Regions from separate parts of the Mus musculus genome. Here regions 2, 3, 4, 5, 6 and 7 are each linked to region 1. The links are chromatin contacts, called in public promoter capture Hi-C maps. All regions are on one chromosome and are shown on one strand. The core of a region is the stretch at or near the end of the contact, and the rest is flanking DNA. Distances in the headings are between cores, read along the strand shown. Region 1 holds the start of Limk2 (LIM motif-containing protein kinase 2). Region 2 holds the start of Tmed4 (transmembrane p24 trafficking protein 4). Region 3 holds the start of Npc1l1 (NPC1 like intracellular cholesterol transporter 1). Region 4 holds the start of Camk2b (calcium/calmodulin-dependent protein kinase II, beta). Region 5 holds the start of Ykt6 (YKT6 v-SNARE homolog (S. cerevisiae)). Region 6 holds the start of Myl7 (myosin, light polypeptide 7, regulatory). Region 7 holds the start of Pold2 (polymerase (DNA directed), delta 2, regulatory subunit).

What was found. Promoter capture Hi-C pulls out the DNA fragments that hold promoters and counts their contacts.
Region 2: a contact with region 1 is called in a promoter capture Hi-C map of embryonic stem cells, with 7 times the contacts expected there. The contact joins the promoter of Tmed4 here to the promoter of Limk2 in region 1. A contact is called at or near these places in 2 of 39 promoter capture datasets (embryonic stem cells and liver) and 1 of 115 datasets of contacts at active chromatin or transcription factors (astrocytes).
Region 3: a promoter capture Hi-C map of liver shows a contact between it and region 1, with 6 times the contacts expected there. The contact joins the promoter of Npc1l1 here to the promoter of Limk2 in region 1. A contact is called at or near these places in 2 of 39 promoter capture datasets (embryonic stem cells and liver).
Region 4: a contact with region 1 is called in a promoter capture Hi-C map of embryonic stem cells, with 5 times the contacts expected there. The contact joins the promoter of Camk2b here to the promoter of Limk2 in region 1. A contact is called at or near these places in 2 of 39 promoter capture datasets (embryonic stem cells and liver).
Region 5: a contact with region 1 is called in a promoter capture Hi-C map of liver, with 4 times the contacts expected there. The contact joins the promoter of Ykt6 here to the promoter of Limk2 in region 1. A contact is called at or near these places in 2 of 39 promoter capture datasets (both in liver).
Region 6: a promoter capture Hi-C map of embryonic stem cells shows a contact between it and region 1, with 8 times the contacts expected there. The contact joins the promoter of Myl7 here to the promoter of Limk2 in region 1. A contact is called at or near these places in 2 of 39 promoter capture datasets (embryonic stem cells and liver).
Region 7: a contact with region 1 is called in a promoter capture Hi-C map of liver, with 6 times the contacts expected there. The contact joins the promoter of Pold2 here to the promoter of Limk2 in region 1.

The regions. Positions count from the first base shown.
Region 1 is chr11:3,407,636-3,411,066 of GRCm38.p6, forward strand. Limk2 (LIM motif-containing protein kinase 2) reads right to left here and starts at 1,603. Exons shown (of 16, transcript NM_010718.4): 1 at 1,411-1,603. The coding sequence starts at 1,426. Gm51879 (a long non-coding RNA gene) reads left to right here. Exons shown (of 2, transcript XR_003949624.1): 1 at 1-1,766; 2 at 2,112-3,431.
Region 2 is chr11:6,273,255-6,276,685 of GRCm38.p6, forward strand. Tmed4 (transmembrane p24 trafficking protein 4) reads right to left here and starts at 1,583. Exons shown (of 5, transcript NM_134020.1): 1 at 1,420-1,583; 2 at 1,144-1,244; 3 at 854-979; 4 at 487-633. The coding sequence starts at 1,579.
Region 3 is chr11:6,228,644-6,232,074 of GRCm38.p6, forward strand. Npc1l1 (NPC1 like intracellular cholesterol transporter 1) reads right to left here and starts at 1,602. Exons shown (of 19, transcript NM_207242.2): 1 at 1,430-1,602; 2 at 1-714. The coding sequence starts at 1,480.
Region 4 is chr11:6,064,165-6,067,595 of GRCm38.p6, forward strand. It overlaps Camk2b (calcium/calmodulin-dependent protein kinase II, beta), which reads right to left and starts at 1,584. Exons shown (of 21, transcript NM_007595.5): 1 at 1,310-1,584. The coding sequence starts at 1,374.
Region 5 is chr11:5,953,953-5,957,383 of GRCm38.p6, forward strand. It overlaps Ykt6 (YKT6 v-SNARE homolog (S. cerevisiae)), which reads left to right and starts at 1,806. Exons shown (of 7, transcript NM_019661.4): 1 at 1,806-2,052. The coding sequence starts at 1,949.
Region 6 is chr11:5,897,090-5,900,520 of GRCm38.p6, forward strand. Myl7 (myosin, light polypeptide 7, regulatory) reads right to left here and starts at 1,693. Exons shown (of 7, transcript NM_022879.2): 1 at 1,672-1,693; 2 at 1,337-1,450; 3 at 1,071-1,146; 4 at 743-847; 5 at 231-309; 6 at 37-85. The coding sequence starts at 1,674.
Region 7 is chr11:5,876,562-5,879,992 of GRCm38.p6, forward strand. It overlaps Pold2 (polymerase (DNA directed), delta 2, regulatory subunit), which reads right to left and starts at 1,695. Exons shown (of 11, transcript NM_008894.2): 1 at 1,631-1,695; 2 at 152-428. The coding sequence starts at 371.

The DNA.
Region 1 (3,431 bases), core at 353-2,852:
GAAGGGACCTCTGCAAGAACAGCACACCCTTAACCTGAGTCACCTCTCCAGCCTCGTTGAAAAGAAAAAAAGAAAGACCGTATCTCTCATGTAACCCAGGCTGGCCTCAAATTCCCTACATATCAGAGGAATGACTTTGAATTCTGACTCTCCTTCGACCTGGGATTGCAGGCATGCAGCAGGTATAGGCAGTGCTGGGGATGAAACCCCTTGCTTTGTGCAAGCCTTCTACCAAGTGAACCACATCCCATCCAACTCAATTTTAAAAAAATTATTTATTTAGAGACAGGATCGTATTCTGTCGTCCAGGTTGACCTAGTTAGTACGCCACACACAGACCAAGCAATTCTCCTGGCTCTGTCTAGTCTGGGATTACAGGTGTGCAATCACCACTACCAGCCAGGAAAAAAAATTAAGGGAAGAGACAGACGAATTTCCGCTCCATGCTTTCCTTCTCCAGAGCATATTATCACCAATAAGGTCTGAAATTCCATGTTCCCGTAGTGAGGAAGTGACCCACTGGCGGCCCGGTCCTTGAATTCAGGATGGAGGAAGTGACTGTCCACCGGCCCAAAGCCAGGAAGTGGAGGCACATATTCAGTCCCTCCCCCACCCCTAAAATTCTCCCTTGGCCTTTCTAGAAAACTTTTGGAAGTCGACCCTGGTAGACCCAGAAACTGAGCCACTCACACCGGTGGCTGGGAATAAGGCGGCAGAAAGTTCATGATGCCGCGGGGCAGGAAGCTGCAAGATGATTCGTGAAGGGATTTACAGGCCCAGCTAAGCCAATTCTGAAATTTCCTTCACTCAACTCTTCCCCTCAAGGTGCGGAGCTATTAATCTGCTGGCATCAGAGACTACGCGAGGACTCAACTAGTCTCTAGGAAGACTTGAAGCTGTTCTCCACAGGAGGCAGAGGTCTTTGAGCCTCAGGAAGAACGGTCGGATGTCTTCCTATCCACATCATAAACTCCACACTCATACTCTATCTCTAGGAACCACTCCTCCCAATCCCAGAGTCCAAAGACACCTTCGAGAACTTTGGGTCTACAGAAAACCTAGAACCCAGGATAACTCGGAATCTCAAGTCCTGAACTCTGGAAGACCCTGTACTTCCCATATTTCAGAATCTCAGGTGCCTCGGCTTCCTTAGCCAGGAGACTTGCCCGGTCTGCAGATCCGAGGATCCACCTCGCGGGAATTCGCCCCACGCGCCGGCCGCAAGGAGCCCTCAGTCTTAGAACGACTGCGCTCGGACTTCCAGAGTCCCAAGACCTTCAAGTCCCGAGGGAACCATTGTGTTCGATCCTCCCCACCCTGCCAGGCTCTCGCTGAGGATTCCGGACCCAAGAAAAACCAGACAGCCAGAAACCCGCGAGCGGCGGGCTGGACGGAATGGGCCCTTCTTACCCGCCAGCGCCGCCATGGTCCAGGGCGCGGACAACACAGGAAGGACCACCCGGCAGCAGCGCCTCAGGTCCGCGCCCGCCTGCGGTCTAGAGAAGAGGCTGTCTCTGCCCCTGCAGCCGGAAGGATGCACCGCCTACGGCGCCCTGGGAGGACCAAACCGCACCTGGCACGGGGACCCGCCCCGGAGCCCCTCCCACTTAGGTTAACGACCCGCCCTGCCCCGTCCCGCCTCCCGCGCGAACTCTGCCGCATCTCTGGCGCCTGCTGGCGACTGGCGACCTCTAGAGGCGTTCGGATTGACCAGGGTGATTCAGTTTAGGCTGGAGGTCGCAACACAGGGGACCCTCGGCGCTCAGGTTAGTCCAGTTGCCCTTCTACACTACTTGAAAATGGCTCTGCTCTTCAGGTGCAGAGCGTGGGTAGGTATCACAGGTCTTTTGACTCCCAGTTTGTAATCAGCAATGTGAACACGAAGAAGCTAAGAGAAACCACTTTTGCGTGTCAAAGGCAATATGGAAATGAGGCTCCCTAGAGCAGATTATGGAGGCCAAATACCTGGGTTCCTGGAATTTTGGGTCCAGGACTCCCACTCCTTATATAAAGTCCCTGGTTGGTCAAGTCTCATAGAAAATGGCGTAAACTTTGTCTATAATCCACGCACAATCTTCATATGCTTTATTTTTTCTTTTGTTTTGCCACAGGGTCTTGAAATGCAGCCAGACTGATATTGAACTTGCCAGCCTCTTGCCTCAGCTTCTTGAGTGCTGAGATATTCTTGTTTTAAATCATCTCTAGATTGTTTATTTAAAAAAAAAAACCAAAATCTAGATGTTCTAACATAGTTATCTTATTCTGTGACTAAAATCAAGAAAGAACCGGACAGTGGTGGCACACGCCTTTAATCCCAGCACTTGGGAGGCAGAGGGAGGTGGATTTCTGAGTTCGAGGCCAGCCTGGACTACAGAGTGAGTTCCAGGACAGCCGGGGCTATACAGAGAAACCGTCTAAAAAAAAAAAAAAAAAAAAAAAAAGACGCAGCACTCTCAGCTCCTTCTCCATCGCCATGTCTACCTGTATTCTGCCATGCTTCTGGCCGGGATGATAGTGAACTAAACTTCTGAACCTGTAAGCCAGCCCCAAATAAATGTTGTCCTTTGTAAGAGTTGCTGTGGTCATAGTGTCTCTTCCCAGCATTAGAACCCTAACTATGACACTCGGTTTTAGACAATTGTTACTTCCCTCCATCAGATTTATGTACATGGGAAAAGAGTCCAGAGGATCAGGAAATGGGTAGGAATGGAGCCCAAGGAAACCAATCCTGCCTCCAACTCTCCCATCAGCTGCCTCTGGCTCTACTACTTAGGTAAACAAAACAGCACAATTCTCTGTCTTCCTGCATGGCCTTTTGTTAACAAAAGTGGCTGCTAGTTAGATGTTTCTTCCGTGGCGCCTTCATATGACCTAGGGTGCACAAGTGCTAGGGAGGGGGCTGTACCTGACTTCCTTCCTGGGAACTCACTTGAGCTGCTGGCTTCCCTCTGAGGAGATATCTGATGCGTAGGGAACACTAGATTATATACTGAATTAGGAAAGAATTCTTGGGGCTCTTCTGACAAGCTACTTAATGATTAGCAGAGAGAGGCCCTGCTGTATTTTCCCGGGCACAGAGGGATGGGGACTGGCTTGCTTGCTTCCTGTCCCTCCCTCCACAACTGAGCACCACATCTGTCCTTCTCCCACTTTTTGCTGACTGCCTTTTCTTCCCACCCTGTCTCTCTTATAATCACTGTTTAAAGGGCAGTATGTGTAATTTGTATCTGTTTTTTAAGATTTATTTATTTATGTAATGTATATGAGAACACTATTGCTGCCTCAGACACACCAAAAGAGGGCACCAGATCCCATTACAGATGGTTGTGAGCTACCATGTGGTTGCTGGGAATTGAACTCAGGACTCCTAGAAGAGCAGCCAGTGCTCTTAACCACTGGGCCATTTCTCCAGTACCATGTAGGTTTTTATT
Region 2 (3,431 bases), core at 333-2,832, 2.9 Mb after region 1:
AAATGTTAGGTTTTATATGTATTTCATAACAAACAAACAGAAAAAAATATTAAATGGTCTACAGCCACACCATCCTGAACACCTGAGATCTGATCTCAGAAGCTAAGCAGAGCCAGGCCTGGTTCATACTTGGATGGAAGACCACCTAGAAATAGTGAGTGATGTAAGCTTTTAGAACTTATATACACATATATGTATTTATATATAATATAGTCATTAAAATAAATATAATACATTTTATATACGGATATATAATACAGACACACACACATGACTGGAGGTGTGGCTCAATGGTAGAGAGCTTGCCTAACGTCCAACCCTGCCACTGTAGACATATACAGAAATCGAGGAAAGAAAAGCAAACCCAAACCTCACCTATGTAGACTGACTGGTAACTCCCACATTCCCGAGTAGAGAAGTCCCCAGCAGCCACGTTGCACAGTGGGTTTAAAGGTCAAGTACAGCCTCCAAGTTCAAGTCCCTTACCCTCTGATAATCCTGCTCCTTCTGGATCTGTTCCACCTGGTCAAGCAACTGGCGAGCTCGAAGCTGGAGCTCTGTTAACTTATCCTTAGCAGCGATCTCGGGGTAGTTGTTGGCATGCTCTCCAACCTGGATGTCCAAGTGTACACGCTACAAGGAAACAGGACGAAATGACGGGGGTGCCACCCACCGTCTGTTACCGCTATGGAGTCTGATTCTTGTCTCTGGCTGAATGAGGAAGAAGGACATCCAGTTCTAACTGTACCCACTTGCTGCCCCCAGAAAGGCAAAGTTAAAAGAAAAAAGAAAAGACAGCAAGAAATCAACCTTGGTATCAAGTGAGAAACTCTAAGGCTGATGAGCCTCTTACCAGTTTGCCTCCAGCGAAGAGAGCCATTCTGGTGGAGTTGGAGTGAAGACAAATCTGATGGTCACCGGGTGTGTGGGATGTGAACGTGAAACGGCCCTCGGAGCCGTATTGCCGGGACAGTACAACCTGCAAACACGCATCAAGCCCCAATTTTACAACGATCTCTTAAAATGCGGGACCTGGTACCTGGGGACTTTCTCAGGACCACGGCGGTATTTTCCATCCCATAAAGACATTAACGGACAGCTGGCGCCAGCTAGAACCTTTTTAGCGAGGTGGTGGGGGTTTACCTTGCCGTCCGGGTCCTTCACCTCTACATGCATGCCCAGGCCGGGGGTCGACGGCAGGAACACCTCTTTCTGTTTGTCCCACATCTGAGTTCGATAGTTGCCTGCAGAGTAGACACACAGTCACAACCTAGCCCCCAGGAGGTGGCCCCAGGGCACTGTGCAGGGGAGCTGGTGCCCTCAAGGCACCCTCGGGATGGGGTCGAGCTGACAGGGAAGGAGGGGTGCTTCCAAGGGCCAGCTGAAAACAAAGGGCCTCTCCACCCTCAGCCCCCTGACCGATGACCATGGTCTCGTCGGGTATTTCCTCGATGAAGCAGCGCTTCTCAGTCTCGCCGATGTGGAAATAGAGCCCACGGGCACACGCAGCACACACAGTAAGCACCAGCAGCCCAAATCGCACCATCCCCTGCAGCGGTCCGACCCCAACACCTGCCATTGCGCCTCAACCTTGCACATGCGCACACTTGCGCACTGCTCAGCGTTTGCGCACCCGCTTGGAAACGGAACATGCGCCTGCGCAGTGTCGCAGTCCCTCAGCTCCCTTTCGAAACCCGGTCCGCTGTACACCCGACCCCAAGCTTGCATTGTTCTGCGCCCGAGCGTCCCCTAGCGTAAACTAGCCTTACAGAGAGAAAAGGCCGGCCCAATGAAGCTGCCCAGGGCTTCTGTCCCTTGTCTTTAGGCTTGATTGCCCTTGTTAGGCACCTCTCTGCGCCTGTGCTCTGTGTAAGGAGAAGCAAGCGTACTTTTCGGGGAAGGGTGCTAGGCGACTTGAGATGGTTAACCTGAACAGCGTGAGTTCTTCTGGTCCCCAGCACCTGAAGTAAAATAAACCTTTCTTTTGAGCACCCTACAGAAGAGAACACATTGTGTCATTTCACAACTGCAGGACTTATTGAGTCACAATAAATTCAAAGATAGCTTAGTTTACACAGCCTCCTGAGCAGTGTATTATCACACCTGACGCTGCTGGGTGCTGAGGATGGAGCTTCTTGCAAGCTGGCCAAGCACTCTACCAACTGAGCTACCGCCAACTGAAACAGGTTCTTTTATCCAGTTTTAATTACTATCAAGTCATACATTATATATCATATAGTGATTATGTCTATGTGTATGACCTAGCATTGACTGTCAACTTGACACAACAGGGAAGAGGGAACCTCAACTGAGGACTGGCCTCCATTGGACTAGCTTGTGAGCTTGTCTATGGGGCATTTTCTTGGTTGTTAGTTGATAGAGGGCCTAACCCACTATGGGTGGTAGCATCCCTGGGCAGATGGTCCTGGGTCGTATAGTAAAAGTAGCTGAGAAAGCCAGAGGCAAGCCAGAGGCAAGCCAGTAGGCAGCACTTCTCCATAGCTGCTGCTTCAGTTTCTGCCTCCACATTCCTGCCACGGGTTCCTGCCCTGGCTTCTTTCGGTATGGATTGTAACCCAGAAACCAATAAACGCTTTCCTCCCATTCTGCTTTTGGTCGTGGTGTTTATCAGAGCAACAGAAAGCAAGCTAGGACTGTGTGTGTGTGTGTGTGTGTGTGTGTGTGTGTGTGTGTGTGTGTGTGTTAGAGAAGCCTTACAAAAAGGTTTAAAAGGATGCAACATAGTTCAAGGAGTTCAAAGAGGTCTTAATGGGAGGCAGAGGCATAGAGCCAATAGGCACTGTGGTAGTTCTGTTAGATTAACTGAACTAATCACAGAGCTGTTGTTGAAGATTTCAGAGCTGAGAGACATAGAGTTGAACCAAGCAGAAGCAGAACTGAAATGCAGGATCACAGGACCATGAATACGAAGTTCAGGACTAGGTCCAAATGAACCAAGGAAATGAATAGCAGCAGAGACCCAGCTGAGCTGAATGCTGGGGGATGTTCAGGAGGGCCTTGTCTTGCCAATCCCTGAAACACACTCCCATAATAAGAAAGCAGGTCAGTAGGGCAGTTGCCATGGCAGTGTGAGGACTGCTCCTTTTTTCTTTTTCTTTTTTCTTTTTGTTTTGTTTTTTGTTTGTTTTGGGGGAGTGGGGATTTTTCTCTGTATCCCTGGCTAGCTTGGAGCTTGCTCTGTAGACCAGGCTGGCCTCAAACTCATGGATATCTGCCTGCCTCTGCCTCCCAAGTGCTGGGATTGCTCACTGCCAGGCTAGGAGTGCTCCTCTATGTGGGCTTAAGGTAAGGATGTTGGACCCTGGCTCAGTGTGACACATTTGGTAAGTTCTCAGGCCTTGGTTTCTGATACTGTTTGTTTGGTCACACGTGAGAATAGAACTAGTCCAGAATGCCAAAGGTCCAGGGCA
Region 3 (3,431 bases), core at 352-2,851, 2.8 Mb after region 1:
GGAACAGGCTGCCGAGTCTTCACCCTGGGACTCATTGCAGGGTGTGATCTTCCCATCCAGTGGCTTCATCCCATCTGCCAGGGCCTGGCCAGGCTCCAAGAGGTGGAAGGTGATGTCCAGCGGAGCCAGGCCATTCCCTGTGTCTCCTTGGAAGTTGAGCCAGCGCTGAGCATTGCAGAGGGCAGAGCCATACACTCCACACATGCTGCCCACAGCCAGCGAGGCAGCTGCAGGGATGCGCACCCGGCTACAGGACTCATAGGCCTTCTCTGCAAAACTGCGTTGATAAAAGGCCTCATAGGCCACCACAGCAGGAAGCTGTCCAGGGTCCCGCTGAACCACGCGAGTAACATTGATGAAGAGGCTCTGGTCAGGGCTGCAGGTATTATGACAGTGTATGCTCACAAAATTTTCAGAGCATGCCGGGCAGCGTGTAAGGAGGGCCTTGGTGATAGACAGGCTACTGTCTAATGACACCAGCTGCTTGGTAGAGCAACAGGCATAGGTGTCATTGGGGCCATTGTATAGGCGGGGACAGACGCGCTGGAGAAGAGCCAGGTGGTCACCTGTGACATGGCGGGCTGGGGTATTAGACAAGCAGGAGATATTGGATAGTGATGTGAGGCCTCCAGAAAGCTCTGGGTTCTTCCCACACTCTTCATAAAAGGTGCAGAAGCCAGCTTTGTGAGTGGGTGTGTAGAGCTCACCCTGGGCCTGCAGAAAGAACCGATAGCATCCATAAGCCCTAAGGCTGGTTGGCACAGCCAGGGACTGTCTGGAGAGTGAGAGGCTAGGGAGTCTATGGGTAAGAAGGCCAGCAGTAAGGGGCTGGGAGTGCTGCGGGAGGCTTGTGGGGGCTCGTGCTATGCTTAGGGTGCCAATGGAGGGGCACTCCCCCAATGGACAGTGAGGGGGCTATTCAGAAAAGGAAGTGATCCAATAGAGTGTGGCTTTAAAGGGTCGTGCTGCAGGGGAGAGTAGGAGATAGCGACCTTTATTGCTGTCAGTTTGAGTCTCCAGGCTGAGCTCTACCCCGAGGTCAGGGTTCCTTGTACAAGAGTCTGTATAAGAGCCCCCCACTCCTACATCCTGCATTGGCCAATGCTATCGCCTGAGAGCAAACAAGGATGGTAGCAAAACCTCCTCCCAAGCCCAGAATATTTCAGGCGCTGTTCACTGGGATCCACCTCTAGCACCTGACTTGGTCCCCATTTAACCTCAGACAAAGGCCCCATCCCTTTGCCTCTCTGACCTCTATCCCTTCAACCCCTTGACCTGGAGACCCCTCCACCAGCACTTATCTTTGGGCATAGGAACCCTCCCACAGCCGTGGGACCCTTCCCCGTTATCAGGTACCCAGTATCAGGTATCAGGTATCACTTTGCCCTAATGGGAGGCACCAAGGAGTAGCCACAAGCAACAGACTCACCGAATTCAGGAGCAGGGCCCAGAGCAGCCATCCCTGCCAGGCAGCTGCCATCCCAGAGCCAGGAAGTGATCAAGGAAAAGCAGGACCAGGCCTTGGAGACAGCCGGGGAAGCTGAGGACTGGCCCCTGAGTTTGCACATTAAGGCAGCTTCCTCCTCTTAGTGATAACCCTCGTCTGTCATGGGGCCAATAGGACTGGGCCGTACTGGTTAATAATTTATTTTCTCTTCCCTTACATCAGATGGTGCCATTCCATCTCCTCCTTCTGAGGTCAACTTCCTAGTGAAGGCGCTGGGGTCCCCTCGTTTTTTGACGCAACTGAAGTCTAATGTGGTAGTTAGAGCCAACCGGGCAAGAGATGCAGAGCTGTTCCTCTGCGAGACCAGACACTGGCCTGGCTTTGGCCTTGGAGGCTTCTTGGAGATCCAGAATATCAACACTGTCCTGGACTTGGCCTCCAACCTGCAGTCTAACGCATCGCCTCTTCAGATCAACATCAAGGGTAGGTTCAGACTCACCTAACATCCTAGCAACTGAATAGTTGCTATTAGCACCCAGATAACAGAGACACTAAGCGAGAGTGATTCCATGACAAATGTCCTAACAGGGAACAGGACCAGAGATTCCTTGGATCCCTTCACCCTTCCTCCTCATGCCCGTTCTATCCCTTTCTTGGTCCTGGCCCTGGCCTAGTCCTCTGAACAACCCTGGTTAGGGGCTCTGAGTGGCAAGTCCCACCCAACCTGGGCCCAGGTACATGGTTCATCCTCTGCTTCTTTCCAGTAGGAAACTTCCAGTCTTTCCTTGGGCTCTTGCTATCACCAAGACAGGCCAGGACCTTGGCCTCTATTGCCAGGGCTGAATTGCTGATAATTGCTTCAAGGCCACTCATGCAGCTACCTGTTGAGACAGCTGCAGGGAGGGGCTCCTACTGAGTTCCACCAGTGTCCCAGGGGCTCGGGTGGGCTCAGAGGGGAATCCGCCCAAGCTTAGGCAGGGAACAAGAGAGGCTGAGGAGAAGGGCCCTGGGCCACACAACATCACCTGCTTCCCTTGTTGCTCCCTGGATGCCACCCAGTCCTCTTCTTGTCTTGTCCCAAATGTTCTCATGTGATTTCTCCAGATGCAGACCCTGAGACAAGTATCCTAGGACAAATGAAAATCAGGGTTATTTGGAAGATGACTTCAGGTGACGACAGAGGGCTGAGCAGACTGAGAACCATGAGATGTGATGATCAAGATGGATTCAAGAATATCACCTGTCCCTGAGACCTCCAGGACATAAGGGGACCCGCCCTAGGGGATCCCCACCAGTGGATAAGGGTGTGGCACCATCCACACTTACAAGTCATTGATTGAGGACATTCCTGGAATAGGAACATTGGTGGTGCACACCTTTAATCTTAGCACTCAGGAGGAAGAGGCAGGCAGTTCAAAGCCAGCCTGGTCTACAGATACTGCTGCCACATGAAAACCCCAAGAGCCCCAGTGAGGGGCATTGAGCCCTGCCTTCTCCACATCAGTTCTCACGAGGGCTGTCCAGCTGTCCCCAGACCAGACTCCAGAGAGATGAGGTCCAGATCCTTGGTCTGAGGGCTTTTCTGAAGCCCCCAAAAGCATGAGAAACACACAGTCACACTGGAGGGTCACCTGGTCTCACATCACTGCCTGTGTGGGGGTCCCTGTAGGCCTTGCCAGGGCACACTAGTTCAGTCACGAACAAGTGACACAAGCATGCACGCTTGCTGTTTTTCCCTTGATTTTAAAACTCCATTGCCCTCAATCTCTGATCACCATGTTTATTTGGAATTATCATCCATGGAGCAGCAGAGGGGTCTACTCTCCCATCATTGAAAATCGGGCTGGTTGCCAAGATTTCATGATTATAAATAAGTTCCCATTGACCCCTTTATGTCTAAGACATGTCCTCCTTCTCCTTCCTCTTCCTCTTCTCCCTCCTTCTCCCCCTCATCTCTCCTCCCCCTCTTCTTTTTTATTTTTGG
Region 4 (3,431 bases), core at 334-2,833, 2.7 Mb after region 1:
TCCAGTATAGACTTCCTCCTGTCACTCCACTTGGCTCCTCACCCCCGCCCCCCAAGACCTGACCCAAATCCTGTTGGCACGTGCAGGAAGGAGTGGGGAATGCACACACCCCCACACTCCTCCAGCGGGGCACTCCACAATTATCAGTGATCAGCGTCCCTCGCCCACCACAAGCTTTCAGACGCTTTTTCAGTAAAGGGAAAAAAAGGATTTGCGGCTGGATGTGTAAGAGGAAATCTCGCCAGCGCCCCCACGGCACAAGACGGATGGGGGAGGGGAGAGGGAGTGGGAAGGAAGATCCAGCTCTGGAGTTAAGCAGCCAGCACCTAAGGATGCCCCTGCAGTCACCTTAAATCACAGAGGGAAGCCCCAGGCCCCTGAGGGGCTTCGCTGTTTCTGAGACCCTAGGACAAAGCCAGGTCTGGACGTTCACAATCATAGCTTCACCCCCATATTGCTTGTACTGCGGAGCAGCGTCTTGGCGCCAGGGCACCTGTTCCCCACGAGGCCCTACTAGAAATACGCCTTTAGAGTCCCTCCCCTCAGCCCTCCCACCACAGGAGGAAAAAAAAAAAAAAGGTCCAGAAGCCAGCCTCTCTCTGCCTCGATGACCCTGAAATCAGAGGCCCAACTGGTTCCCTGTCTCTCTCTCCTCACTCTCTCACCCCCACCCCCACTCCACGGCCTGATCCTGGCTCTCTGACCTCGTCCACCCCCTCCAAGTTCTTGTTTCCAGAAGAATCTGGGGGGAAAATCCTCTAGAACCCAGATTCCCCAAGGGACCCAAGGCAGAAGCTGCTCCCACGCTGCTCCCCCAAAGCAGATGGGGCCACGCGAGGAGCAGGCGCGGAGCGGGTCCGCTACCGCTGCCGCCCGCCTCTCGGGTGGGGGTGAGGACAGCGTGCCCACACCGGAGACGACCCCCTGAGGCCATGACCGACCCCTCGGGCACTCTAGGCCTGGCAGCCGCCCCCGGGTGCCGCTCCTCTCTGACCTCCCCGCCGCCAAATGCGTCACGTCTGCCCGGCGCTCGGGGGACACCTGCTGCCGCCCCCGCCGCGCCGCGTCCATGTCCCTGAGTCCCGGTCCCCGCTAAGCTATGGCACCCGGCAGGGCCGTAAGCACTGCGGTGGAGGAGCGGGGCCCAGAACCCAAGGCACGGGGGTCGGGGCTGCACGGGGCTGTGCGCTTGGGCCCGCAGCTGGAAGGAGCCGGGGGCGCGCGGGGCCGCAGTGCGCGCGAGGCGGGCGGCGATGGGGTCCCTGCTCCCCGGGGTCTGCGGACAGCCCGCGCGCGCCGAGGCTCTTACTTGCCAATATCCTCGTATAGCTGGTACTCGTCGGTGAAACGGGTGCAGGTCACCGTGGTGGCCATGGCGGTGGCGATCGGGCTCGGCGTGCGCTCGGCTGCGCTCGGGCGGCGGCGACTCCGGCTCCCGCTCGCGGGCACGGCGGCGACACGGGCGCGGGCGCGGGAGACACCTCGGCTCGCGGCGCCGGGCGGGGGCCGGGCTGGGCTGCGCCGGGCGGCGAGCGCACGCGAGATCTGCTCGCTCTGTCCCCGCCAGGAGCGCGCCGCACACCTACGCGCGCAGAGGCGCGGGCGCCGCTGTCGCCGCCGCGCCCGCCCCGCCCGCCGCCCCTTGCACGCGCCTCACTCGCACCGTACACACGCCTGCACCCGCACACTCACCGCACCCGCGCCTTGTACCTGCACTAGCGCCCGCGCCTGCACGCGCACTGCGCCCGCACCCTGCACCCGCACCGCGGCTCCCCTCGCATGCCCGTCGCGCCCGCGCCGGCACCCGCACTGCGCCCGCACCATGCAATCCCACCCGTGCTCGCGCCCTATCCCAGCACATGGGCTGCACCACACGGTGCCCACGCACTGCGTCTGACCCTCTAGGCCCGCGCCCTGCACGGACAAGCCAATGGGCTGACTCTTCTGCTGCCGCAGTTGAACAGTGAACCCAGACTCTTATCCCCTAAAGGCCCACCTCCCCTAGACTGCAGGAGGGAACTGCACCCCATTTGGGAGTCGCCCTCCACTGGGCTCCTCCATTCCCCATACCCCTCATAAGACCCTTCCCACCTTCCTATTCGTGGCAGAGCTGCCCACGAGTCTCCTAGGCTGAATGGGATGAGAGAAAATGGATAGGGAGGTGGTCCCGAGTCTCTCCCTGCTTCTCCTAGGACTGGCAACTAGGATGTCTTCTGCCTGTGGTGAACATTCGGAGTGCAGATTGAGGCAGCAAAACGTGGGCTGCTCAGCTCTTTCAGGGACTCCTGTGACTTCTGAGAGCTCACAGCCATCCTGCCCAGATAGCCTGGGCAGCCCTTTCCCTCTGCCCTGGCCAGGAAAAGGAGCCTCCATTCTTTCCAGTCTCTTGAAAGTGGCCCTGAAGAAGGAGGGCACAGGTGGATTTCCACAAGGCCCCCTCCTCACCCCCAACCAGCATCCCCGATTTGACTCTTGGTGTTTGGAGCCAGGCCCCCAGGGGCACAGGTGGATTTCCACAAGGCCCCCTCCTCACCCCCAACCAGCATCCCCGATTTGACTCTTGGTGTTTGGAGCCAGGCCCCTCTGGGGGGACTTTGCAGCCAGTTTGGGCGGCACTGTTCGGCGATCTTCTGGATTCTTCCCACTTACTGATCCCCAAGAGCAGATTTGATGGACTCAGATCTCAACCAAAGACTAGCCCTGGACTGCAGGATCTTCTTAGTCTAGCAAGTGTCTTCTTAGGAGAATGAGGGGTCTCTGCTGGGCAGCTACTAGAGGTCTTCCTAAAGGTACATTTGACAGAGTGCTGCCAGGGGAAGCTAGGCCTCCTGGCAAGTCCCTGTACAGACCTAGCCCCACCAGAAAGCAAACAGCTAGCAAACAAGAGACAGGCATGGGCAAGTGCAGGTCCCAGTTACAAGTGTCTGGCTGAGAAAATAGGAACCCTGGCCCCAAGCAGAAAGGGAAACTCTACTGTGCCCCCCCAAAAGTATGAGTTTAGATGGGGACGCTGGACCATGCGCTGCTGGGCCATGCGATGGGCACGGGAAGAGTGGGGTGAGGGTGTAGGCCAGGCTTGCTCTTGGGGCTGATGTCGCCTCCCATAGTGCTGCTGAGGGCAGCTGCATTGGCTCTTTCTGAGCTTTGGTGGGAGAAGGAGGCAGGGCTGAACAGCAGAATATAATTAGCAAAACAAACGAAACCCAATTGCACCCCTCCAGGAGTTAGGCTGTCTTTAGGCTACCAAGTCACACACCCTTCCACCAGCACTCGGGAAAGGAGTGTGGGAGCTGGAGGGAAGGCTTGTTGTGCAAGCCAAGGACCCAAGTTCGATCTCCAGAACGGATGTGAGAAAGCACAAGCCTGTGGTTCCAGCACTAGGGAAGGACAGTGGAAGATTCCTGGGGCTTACTGGCCAGCCAGTTTAGCTA
Region 5 (3,431 bases), core at 556-3,055, 2.5 Mb after region 1:
GCAGCGGGAAGACCCACCTTAACTCTGGGCAGCAAGCACCTCCTGGTGGTAATTCATATGGAAGGATGTGGAAGAAGGAAACTTGGCTTGTCGCTTGCTTGCTTTTGCCTTCCCTGGCTAGGTCACCTACCCTGCCACCGCAGTATTTCTACACCTAAACCAATTTAGGGATTCAAATGTAGGCTGAAGACCAATCTCTCTAGGAATCAACCAGACTTTCAGCACAAGATTAAGTTTGCTAAGACATCCAGTCTTGTGGTTTGCTTAAATACCAGACTCTATGCTTCTCCAGTGTGAGACAGCCACTGTTGGACTACTTACACACACAGCATCCTGAAGCCAATCTAATAAGTCCTCTCTTAATATATATGTCCTATCAATTCTGTTCCTTTAGAGAACTTTAATACATGTATAATATGTTCATATACAAGCATGTATAGAAACATATATATGTGTTCATAGATATATATAGATGTAGATATACTTACATGTAGGTATGTATGCATATGACCTCTTCGGAGTAAGTTGTATACATAGTGTTCATCTATTTATGTTACTGTGTGTTAGTGTGCATGCATGCATGCACCAGAGACTTCTCTTATAAGGTCAGGGCAGTCAGTGACTGAAAGCTGGAAATAAAGATATAGTGCTCTTATCTAATCTGTAGACCTTGCTCAGATTTTAGCCTCCCTTTAAAGCTCTGCTTCTAACAGCCTCAAGGGCACCTTCGGCCTCTCATGAGGCTTGCTTCCTCTTTCTTTCTTTCTTTCTTTCTTTCTTTCTTTCTTTCTTTCTTTCTTTCTGTCATTTAACGTAATGGTGCAAATAACCATCGTCGTCATTGTTAAACATCTGCAATGAGCAGGACTTGGAATTTGATAGTTTATCACTTTTACCAACATGTCTACAAAAAAGGTATTTTTTGAGTCCAACAGATTGGGGGGGGGGGGTAACTTTTGCGGTGCGGAAGTACTGGGACCGAATTCAGGCTGGATAACAGCTGGGGAAACGCAGGGGAAAACAATGTCATTTGAAATTGATTAACAAGCTTGGCTTGGGGAGTTCGCATATCTCTAGATGAGACTTCCTGGGACCAAGGGAGGCTGGGTAAAGTCAGAGAAAAGCAGGAAGAGGTGCCAAGAGTGGCTGTAAGGGAGTTTGATAAGCATTTTGCTGTTCACATTGGAAGCCCAAGGTCTGCTTCTTGCTATCAATTTTCTTAATCCACATCTCTTTCTGCAAGGTCACTATCCTGGTAATTTTGTACAACTTTGGATAAAGAGGCTTTCTTCAGAAATGGTTCTCCGTCTGCCGCCTGTGGAGCCATGGTGTCAGTGCAGGTGAATATAGCTGACACCTCTGGCCGCCTGGCTTGTCGAACAAGTGTGTCCAAGCTGAGTGGCCATAGCCAGTGACGTTTCTGATTTTTATTATTGCAAGAGAAAGGATGAAGGGCCTTTCTTTTAGTCGTCTGTACTTGGGACACCCAGGGAAGAGGTTGGGTAGCCTGGTGCTGTTACACATAGAATGCAACAAAAGTATAGAGTGGGGACAGCTACGGGTTGTTTTTCTAGCAGAATGGGGAAAAAAGAGCGATGGTACGGCACAGCACTCCCCACCGGCAGCCAGGGTCCGCGCGACAGCCCGGAAGGGAACCTGCGCCAAGGCACTGCCACGCAGGCGGAGACCGAGCCTCCTGGCGCCGACCCGGGCGGACGCGGGCGCGCCCCGCCGCTTAGCTACCCGTCCGCGCACGCGCGTACCCTGCCTTCGGGCCTCCGAGGAGCGGCTGGAGCAACTCGCCACCGGAACCGGAAGTGGGCCTTACTCTAGGAGGAAGAAGCCGGCCGGGCCCCGTCAGGAGGCGGCCGCCGCTGTTCTGAGGGACTGTGGCCGCGCTCCTGGGAGCGGGTCTGGGGCTCAGCCGGCGGCCCGAAGGTGCGGCGCCATGAAGCTGTACAGCCTTAGTGTCCTTTACAAAGGCGATCCGAAAGCGGTGCTGCTCAAGGCCGCGTACGACGTGTCTTCCTTTAGTTTCTTCCAGAGGTCCAGGTAAGTGGGCCGGGCCCGGGTGGCTGGACCCGGAGTCCAGGGAGTCGAGTCTCTCGAAGGGCGAGCACGGCTTTGGCCTCCCTCGGGCGGCAGGCTGTACCTGAGGAGTCGTTAGCAACCCTGGGAAAGGGCTCTGCCCTACGCGGTATTGCCCAGTTGTAGAAAGATTGGAAGGCCATTGATTACAGACGCGCTGCCAACTGTTCTGATCTGGGATCTCCGGACTCAGAAATAAGTATGTTGACTACGCCTCGCACCCTGTGATTTAACCAGTGTTTGGTGTCTTAACCTTTGTATTTCGTCGTTGCCAGTGGTTCTCACCTTCCTTGCGCTGCGACCCTTTAGTACCGTTTCTCATGTTGAGGGAACCCTCCCACCCCCAACCATAAAATTATTTTCGTGGCTACTTCATAACTGTAATTTTGCTACTGTTATGCATATGTATTTTTGGAGATTGAGGTTTGCCAAAGGGGTTGCAGCCCACAGTTTGTGAAAGTCGCTGGTCAAAGCTCTTTCCAGAAGTTCTGTATGGAGGTGTTTCTTTTATGAGTAAAATCGTTGATTCCTCAAGGATTGGGAGTCAGGGGTCAAACTCATTCTTTTTAGTGTTTGGGCCTTGATTATCAGGAAGGGTCCACACTGGTAGCTAGGCAGGAACCACTGGATTTGTATTGCTTGTAGGCATGTAAAGGATTGTGGGGTGCTTTAATTGTAAGCTGCACAGATACCCAGTCTTGTGGGAGTGACTCAGACACAAAAGGAAAAGGGCCCAACAGGGTAGGACCTGTGGTCATCTTGACTCAACGTCTGGGGAAATCTGCTTGTTCAGGTTGTGTCTCAGCTTTTGATGGTTCTAATGACTTCATATAAGTGGGATATATAGTAGTTGGCTTTTTGTGTCCCACTGATTTTACTAAGCAGAATGACCCCAAGGTTGACCTATGTTTCTGCAGATACCAAATTTTTCTCCCCTTTAAAATATATACAGTATTGAGTTTTATGTAAACACTATGTTTTGTTTATGTATCCATCCGCTGATGGACATGAGTTGCTGTGGATTATAGTTATGTGAATAGTGTTTGCCAAGGGGTTGGAAGGTAGCTTGAGTGGAGAAATAGTTCATTCAGGAGACTGCTTGCTGCATGAGGGGCCTGGGTTTGATCCCAAATACATCAAAAGGAAAAACAAACAAACCAACCAACCAACCTCTGGGTGTCCTGACACATGCTTGTACTTTCAAAGCTAGGGAAACAGAGACAAGGTGATGGGGCTCAGGGCCTGATGACTGACCCGCTGGGGATCATGGCGCCTGATGACTGACCCGCTGGGGATCATGGCGCCTGATGACTGACCCGCTGGGGATCATGGCGCCTGATGAC
Region 6 (3,431 bases), core at 443-2,942, 2.5 Mb after region 1:
GACAGGAACAGGAGTTGGTGGGTCTGGGTGTCTCACCTCAGCAGGAGAGAACTTGTCTGCCTGGGTCATGAGAAGCTGCTTGAACCTGAGGAGAGAGAATGCCTGAGCTGGGAGTGCGAGGCTGGGGCCCAGGGTAGAGCTGCTCACCTGCCTGAGGCGCACAAAGAACCTCACCACCTTCTGGGTTTCCCCATGGCGCCCGCCCTGGGGCATGAAAGGGCCTCACTTACTCTTCCTTGTTCACCACCCCCTGGCCGCTGGGGTCGAACATGCGGAAGGCACTCAGGATGGCTTCCTCGGGGTCCGTCCCTGGAGGGGGGGGCGGGGCGAGGCAGCCAAGTGAACTCTCAGATCCCCTGCCGCGAGGCCCCACCCAGGATGAACTTGGAGTACAAGGGAGCTTCTTTGTACTGGGGCCTGAAGGGCTCCGGCTATACCGAGTGAATAAAGGTGGGGTGGGGTAGATTGGAGGGTGCAGAAGAGACTTGAGTCGGAATTCAGAGTGTTTCTTGGGCATCAAAGGGGTTGGCAGGCCCGGCTGGGAAGTCAAAACTGTGATTAGGAAGTGGATATTTCCTGAACCCAAGCCAGTTCAGGCGCTCCACATCCTCTGCGTTGGCCCTGGGCAGGCAGGGTGCACAGGTTTCAGGGGAGTTAGGTTGAGCCTCACGTGGGGCTCCCGGGTCAGGTGAGGTCGGGTTTGCGCTGTGGCTAAGGAGACTCAGACCTCCTGCCAACTCACCATTGAGCTTCTCCCCGAAGAGTGTGAGGAAGACGGTGAAGTTGATGGGACCCTTCCCTTCCTGCAGCATGGCGTCCAGCTCTTCCTCCGGAACACTTACCCTCCCTAGGAGAGTAGGTCTTGAGGTGACCCAGGCCGCCCTCCCGGGCTTCCCAGGCAGTGAGGGCAGAGGCAGGGGCAGCTCTAGCTGTGTGGCAGGTGGGGGAGGGGGATTCCTGCCTGAATGAGGCTAAGTAGGAGAGAAAGGGCGGGGCACTGTCCTCTCTCGGAGCAAGTGCCTGAGGTGAACAAGCCGGGTCCCTGGGAGGTTGCTCCTGGACCCACTCACCGAGCTGGGAATAGGTCTCCTTCAGGTCTGATTTGCAGATGATCCCATCCCTGTTCTGGTCAATGCAGCTGAAGGCCTGTGAGGAGATGGCCTGCAGGTGGGAGCTGCTCACCCCATCTCTTCCAGGGATGGCGGGTAAGGGAGAGTCTCGGGTAGTATGAGCGAGGTTGGAGGCAGGAGCACTGACCCTCAGAGGAGAGCCGTGTGCATGGGGTATGAAGTGGCTCCCCGGATCGGGGAGAGGCTGTTTGGGATAGGCTACTCACTTCCTTGAATTCCTGAATCTGGGCTTGTTCGAACATTGAGAAGACATTAGAAGAGCCACGTTGTGCCTGCTTGGTGGCTGCAGCCTTGCCTCGGGTCCCAGCCTTCCTACTGGCCTGTAATACTGATGATCAGAGGGGTCCTCTCTCCAGTTCTCCAAAGACCTCCTCCCTACCTCATGTAGTCTCGTGGGAGTGCCAGGGAGAGGTGCCTTTCCCCACCCGAGATCACTTCCCTGAGCCCAGCACAGGCACACAAGTCCCTGGCTCTGTCCCAGGGCAGCTCAGAGACTAGCACCTGGGTGTGGCTGGTCTCTTGTTCCCCACCCAGCACTCACCATGATCTGTGGCGGTCTGACTGAGTGATCGTGCCACCCAGCTCTTTATGTCTCAGCCTTATCACCCAGAGGCCCAAATAAGGAGAGGAATGGATGATTGGGCTAAACTTGGAAGCCCCCGCTGGTGGAGAAAGACAGGGCTCCACATAGATCCTATTCACACTCCTGGTAACCTTCAGGCCCCCAAGTGTAACATCCTAGGATCCACCCATCCATCTCTTGTGACCAGGCTCCATGTCTTCCCTGGTCAGAGACGCTCCAAACGTGTGCTAGTCCAGGTCATGGTGGTGTGATTCCCTGTGATGCCTGCATCTGACCGTCCTCTCACCTGACTAGTGCTGTCTATACTCTGGGCTTGGGAAGCAGTACATGATTCTGAGAATGGTCTCTGGCCTGAATCCCCTGGGTCAGATAAAACCCCTGAGTTCTGGCCTGCTGGCCATCTGACAATGGACAGACAGCAGTTCTAACCAGGCTGTGAGCCCCACAGGACCATTGGCTTGATTTGGGGGTAACTCAGGATTGGAGTGACCGAATGCTGCTCTCCCTACATTCAGACATGCGCTCTTCACTCGGCCTGTCCTGCTGAGACGCGCGTACCCACCCTATACGGAATCTTGTGTTTCTTAAGCTCCATCTCAACTCTACCCTCCTCCTCCAAATTCTCTCTGACGTTCCCAACTGAGAGCTGTAGCCTTCTCCTGGGCACCCAGCTTGCTCCACATCTGGAATCCAGAAACCCTGGCACGTGGCAGGCCTACATGATGCTGTTTCACAGGAAAAGTTTTGGGTTCTTATGAAACTGGCCCACAAAGACCATCTCATGTTTCTGAATTTGGGACCAAGGGGCTTTGGTTGCAAGCAGCAGCCGTCAACTTTTGAGGACCTTAGTGTGGCAGAGGAGTCAGAGAAGCTGGACAGCTTAGGGGAGATCATGAGTAGGTCTCTGACTAGGTTCAGTGTTCATCCTCACCCCAATGTGGCTATGCAAGGTGAGTTAGGATATGGGCACTATCTCCTGTTAGGACTCAAGTCCCACTCCATCCTCTTTTATTTTGAGATAGGGTCGGCTATGTAGCCAAGGCTAGCCTGGAACTCACGATGTTTCCCAGGCTGGTGCTGGGATTACAAGTCTGTACCACACACAACTCCAAGGCCTCCTTTTGTATGAATATTTTATAACACCCTCCTAACTACCTGAAAACAAAGTTCAATCATTCAAGTTGGATGTATAAAGAGAGACAAAACAAAACAAACAAACAAACCAGCACAATGCCTCAGATCCCAGTATGTACGAAAAGATGAAAGACTGAAAATCTGTTCCAATGTGTGAGTGTGCCAATATGAGTGTTGTACTCTGTTAATGCAAATGCTCGTGTTGGTTCAAGAAAGTGAAGCCGATAGAAGCAATTCTACACGAGAATTACCAGAAAACAGCAAGATTTCAAGAAAAATGTGACTTTCCCACAGAACCACCAATTTGGGATTTTTTTTCTGAAGCAGAGAACAGAGTAAGCCTTTGACTCCCTGGGTTCCCAGTGAGAGATAAATGTGCATTAAACGCATACAAGTCCGTTCACCTGAAGGCATATTCATGCTGCATAGAAAAGCATTAGGTAGATTCCATCTACCAGAGCCTCTGGAGGGACCTTAGAAACTGTTTAATAGCTCCTAGCCTTGGCCCATATTGCTTCCTCCCTGGTTCTGAGATAGAATGTTGCTGAGACCATCCTAGAGCTGGACCAACCCCTCCCCTCCTC
Region 7 (3,431 bases), core at 445-2,944, 2.5 Mb after region 1:
ACTTTAACCACACAGGTTAATTTAATCCTCACTTTTAAGAAGAAGCAGGGAGCTGAAGGGGCCATTCCATGGTAGCTGGAAAGTATTCCAGGTTAGATAAGGTCCTAGTTCTAGCTGCTGGGCTGCTGGGAGCAGCGTACCCCAAACTTACCCCAGTGTTGCTGCGCCCGGCTCACCAGGAACGGTCTCATCTGGATGAGGCGGGTGGCATAAATATGGGCGTACTGCCGGTTAAAGCTGCGCTCTCCCAGTCGGAAGGGCTGTGAGGAGTTGGTGTAAGTTGCCACAGGTACCCGGGCAAAGGTGGCATTGCTGGCAGAGGGCGGGGCGAGCAGAGTGTGGGCCCTCTGTGCTGCCTGCTCGGAGAACATGGCGGCACTCCTGGCTTGTTTGGTCCAAGCAGCTGTGTCCAGGCCGAGGAGTTATCACTGCAGAGACACACAAAGGCATTCCTGCAATCCCTTCTTGTACCCAAAGCTCCCCTAGTGTCCCAACCACGCTGTCCACAATGTGCACACATGTGTCCGGAGGTGTCATCCTATAACCTAGTCAGATACAACCTGGAGCTCGTTCCAAACCTTGTTCATCACCTCCTCCTCTCCACATTTCTACCCAATCACCAGGGTCTCAAATTCTGCATACCCTCAAATGGAATTATTGATCTGCTTCTGCCCAGCTCCCTGGGACCTCTGCTACCTCTAGGGATGCTATCAGGCATCACTGAAGAAGCCTGTCATAATATAATTAGTGATAAAAAATAAAGCATAAAGCTGCCCCTGTTTTGCTCAAAACCCCCCAAAGGTTGCTTTTCAGTAAATAAAACCCCAAGTTCTTACCACGACCTGTAAGATCAGCTCTGGGCCTCTAAGAACAGCTCCCCCCTCCTATCTGTTTCTCCTTCCAAGTGTCCCTTCCACAGCAGGGGCTCCAAGTAGAGGCCTCTCTACTCCTGCTGGGTCCTCTCCTTTTCCCCAAGGCTTACTGGCTCTTCCCTTTCAAGTCTTTCCTTAAAACTCACCTTCCCATATCTAATTGACTGCATTGCTACTTCAACTGTCTGCATCATTATCATCTCTCAAGCATTTACTTTGCCTCCTCCAACTGTTGCCTAAGCTCCGGCAGCGCAGAGGTTTGTTTTCTTGTATTGCACCCCTTCCCACTAAGATGTGCTTGGGGATGGATGCACAGCGGACTTTAGTATAAAGTATCTCAACATATTCTTCATGCGTAGTTGAGACGACAACAGGCTGGATGTAGTAACGGAAGTTTTGAACACAGCTTTCTTTTTCATTTTACTTTTTTTTTTTTTTTTTTGGTACAGCTATTACAAAGTTCAAATTCCCCTAGCTGGTTCGGCTTTCTTTAATGCGCAGCTCTGGCTTAGGGAGCGGACCCTATGAATTTGCCAAATGGGCACATGTAAACTGGATGTAAGCCAAAAACGCACGGTGGTGGCAGCGGCCCACACGGTGCTCCAGGCCGGACCCGACGGGAGACCTGCCCCGAAGCAGACACGCCCAGCTCGGGCCCATGTTACAGTTCGAAGCACCCTCAAGACCCCGGCCCGCTGTCCAGGTACCGCCAAGTCTGACCCAGGACCCACGTTAACCCCGCTCAGCAGCACACTCACCGCGCCACGCCGCATCCCGCCAATCTCTGCGCGCCCGTCCCGCCCATCGGCGCATCCAGCCAATCGCCTCCCGCCCCATCCCGCCCATCGCTGCACGCTTCATCCAGCCAATCCCCGTGCGCCCCGCCTCTGGACCGAGGAAACGCGGAGTCACGCCTCCGGTTCCCGGGACAACCCATCACTTAGCACTGGGTTTCCTGTGCGCATGCGGTGTTTGCGGCTGGGCCTCATCGGGTGAACTCCTTGGGTAGCGTGGGCCGTAGTGAGGCTGGGCGCCTGGCTCATGCTGCTCTCCCCGAGCGCTGGGGGTCTGGTGGCTCCTGTGTGGCTGAAGCTTCCCTCCCACTCTATCCTGCGCTGTGATTCTCACCCTGACTTCTCAGATTCCCTTGGAAGCATGAACAATTTCTCCCATCTCACAGGCAGGGAAACAGGCAAAATGACCCAGCTAGTGAGAAAAGCTAGAATTCACACTAAGACACCCTGACTGCAAGTGCATCAGACTTCAGTGGTAACATTGCTCCTTTTTAAAATTGCCTAATTACTCAGTCTGAAACTTATTACTTAAGGTAGGTTTCTTCTGGCTTACTAAGTTTTTTTGTTTTATTTTGAATTTATTTTGTTTTGTTTTGTGTGTGGGTGTGTTTTGCCTGCACGCATGTGAGGTCAGTCTCCTCGGAGGCGAGAAGAGAGCGTCCGTGTCACCTGGAACTGGAATTACAAATGGTTGTGAGCCATTCTGAAAGAGCTCTCAACCGAGCTTTCTCCAGCCCCTTGTTTCTGTTTTTGTTTGTTTTTGCTTTTTGAGACAAGGTTTCCCTCGTTCCTGTTTTAATAATGAATTAAATCATTTTTTTCCCCCCGAGACAGGGTTTCTCTGTATAGCCCTGGCTGTCCTGGAACTCACTTTGTAGACCAGACTGGCCTCGGACTCAGAAATCCACCTGCCTCTGCCTCTGCCTCCCAAGTGCTGGGATTAAAGGCGTGCACCCCCACCCCCGGCTAAATCATTTGTTTTTAATGTTTCAGTTTGTTGAGTATTTTTTCCTTTGTAAGCTGGGCTGAGTGCGGATTTTTGCCTACTGTCTCAAGTAGCCTGTTGCATATTTGATTATGTTGCAACGTTCTTGTGTTCCAGGAACAAACCCCATTTGATGGATTTGAAACCACTTTGTAGAATTAAAATCCAAAGTTACAATGACACAGAGCTCGTTGTTGTGCAGCCCCTTGACTGGAGCTCTCCATTTACTCTTTGGTTGCTGTTCCCTTTGGTCTGCAGGACTCTCCTTAGGATTCCTTACAGTAAATGTCTAAGGAAATGGACTCATCAAATTTTATCCCAGAATATCTTTATTTCTACTTTTTCCTTGAGACGGGTCTAATATATTCCATGGTGTAGCAACAGGGCCTTAAACTCCTGATCTTTCTGTCTACACCTCTGGAGTGCTGGGGTTACAGGCACGTGCCACTACCCTGAGTTTTATGCAGTGCTGGAGAGTGAGCCCCGGGGCTTCATGCAGGCTAAGCAAACACTCTGCCTTCTGAACTACATCCCTGCCTGGCCCTACGTCCACTTTGTGTTTTGAGCCAGGTATCTTGCTATGTGTTCCAGCTAATCTCCGAGGGCTGATGTCTGCCTCCAGAGTGCTAGGATTACAGGTGTTCTAGTCAGGTTTCTATTGCTGTGATAAACATGGCTAATGGCGACTTGGGGAACAAGGTTTATTTCACCTTACAGGAACATCAAGGAAGGACAGGTGTGCTGGTCACCTTGATGATGCTCACACACCTGGAAAGATCT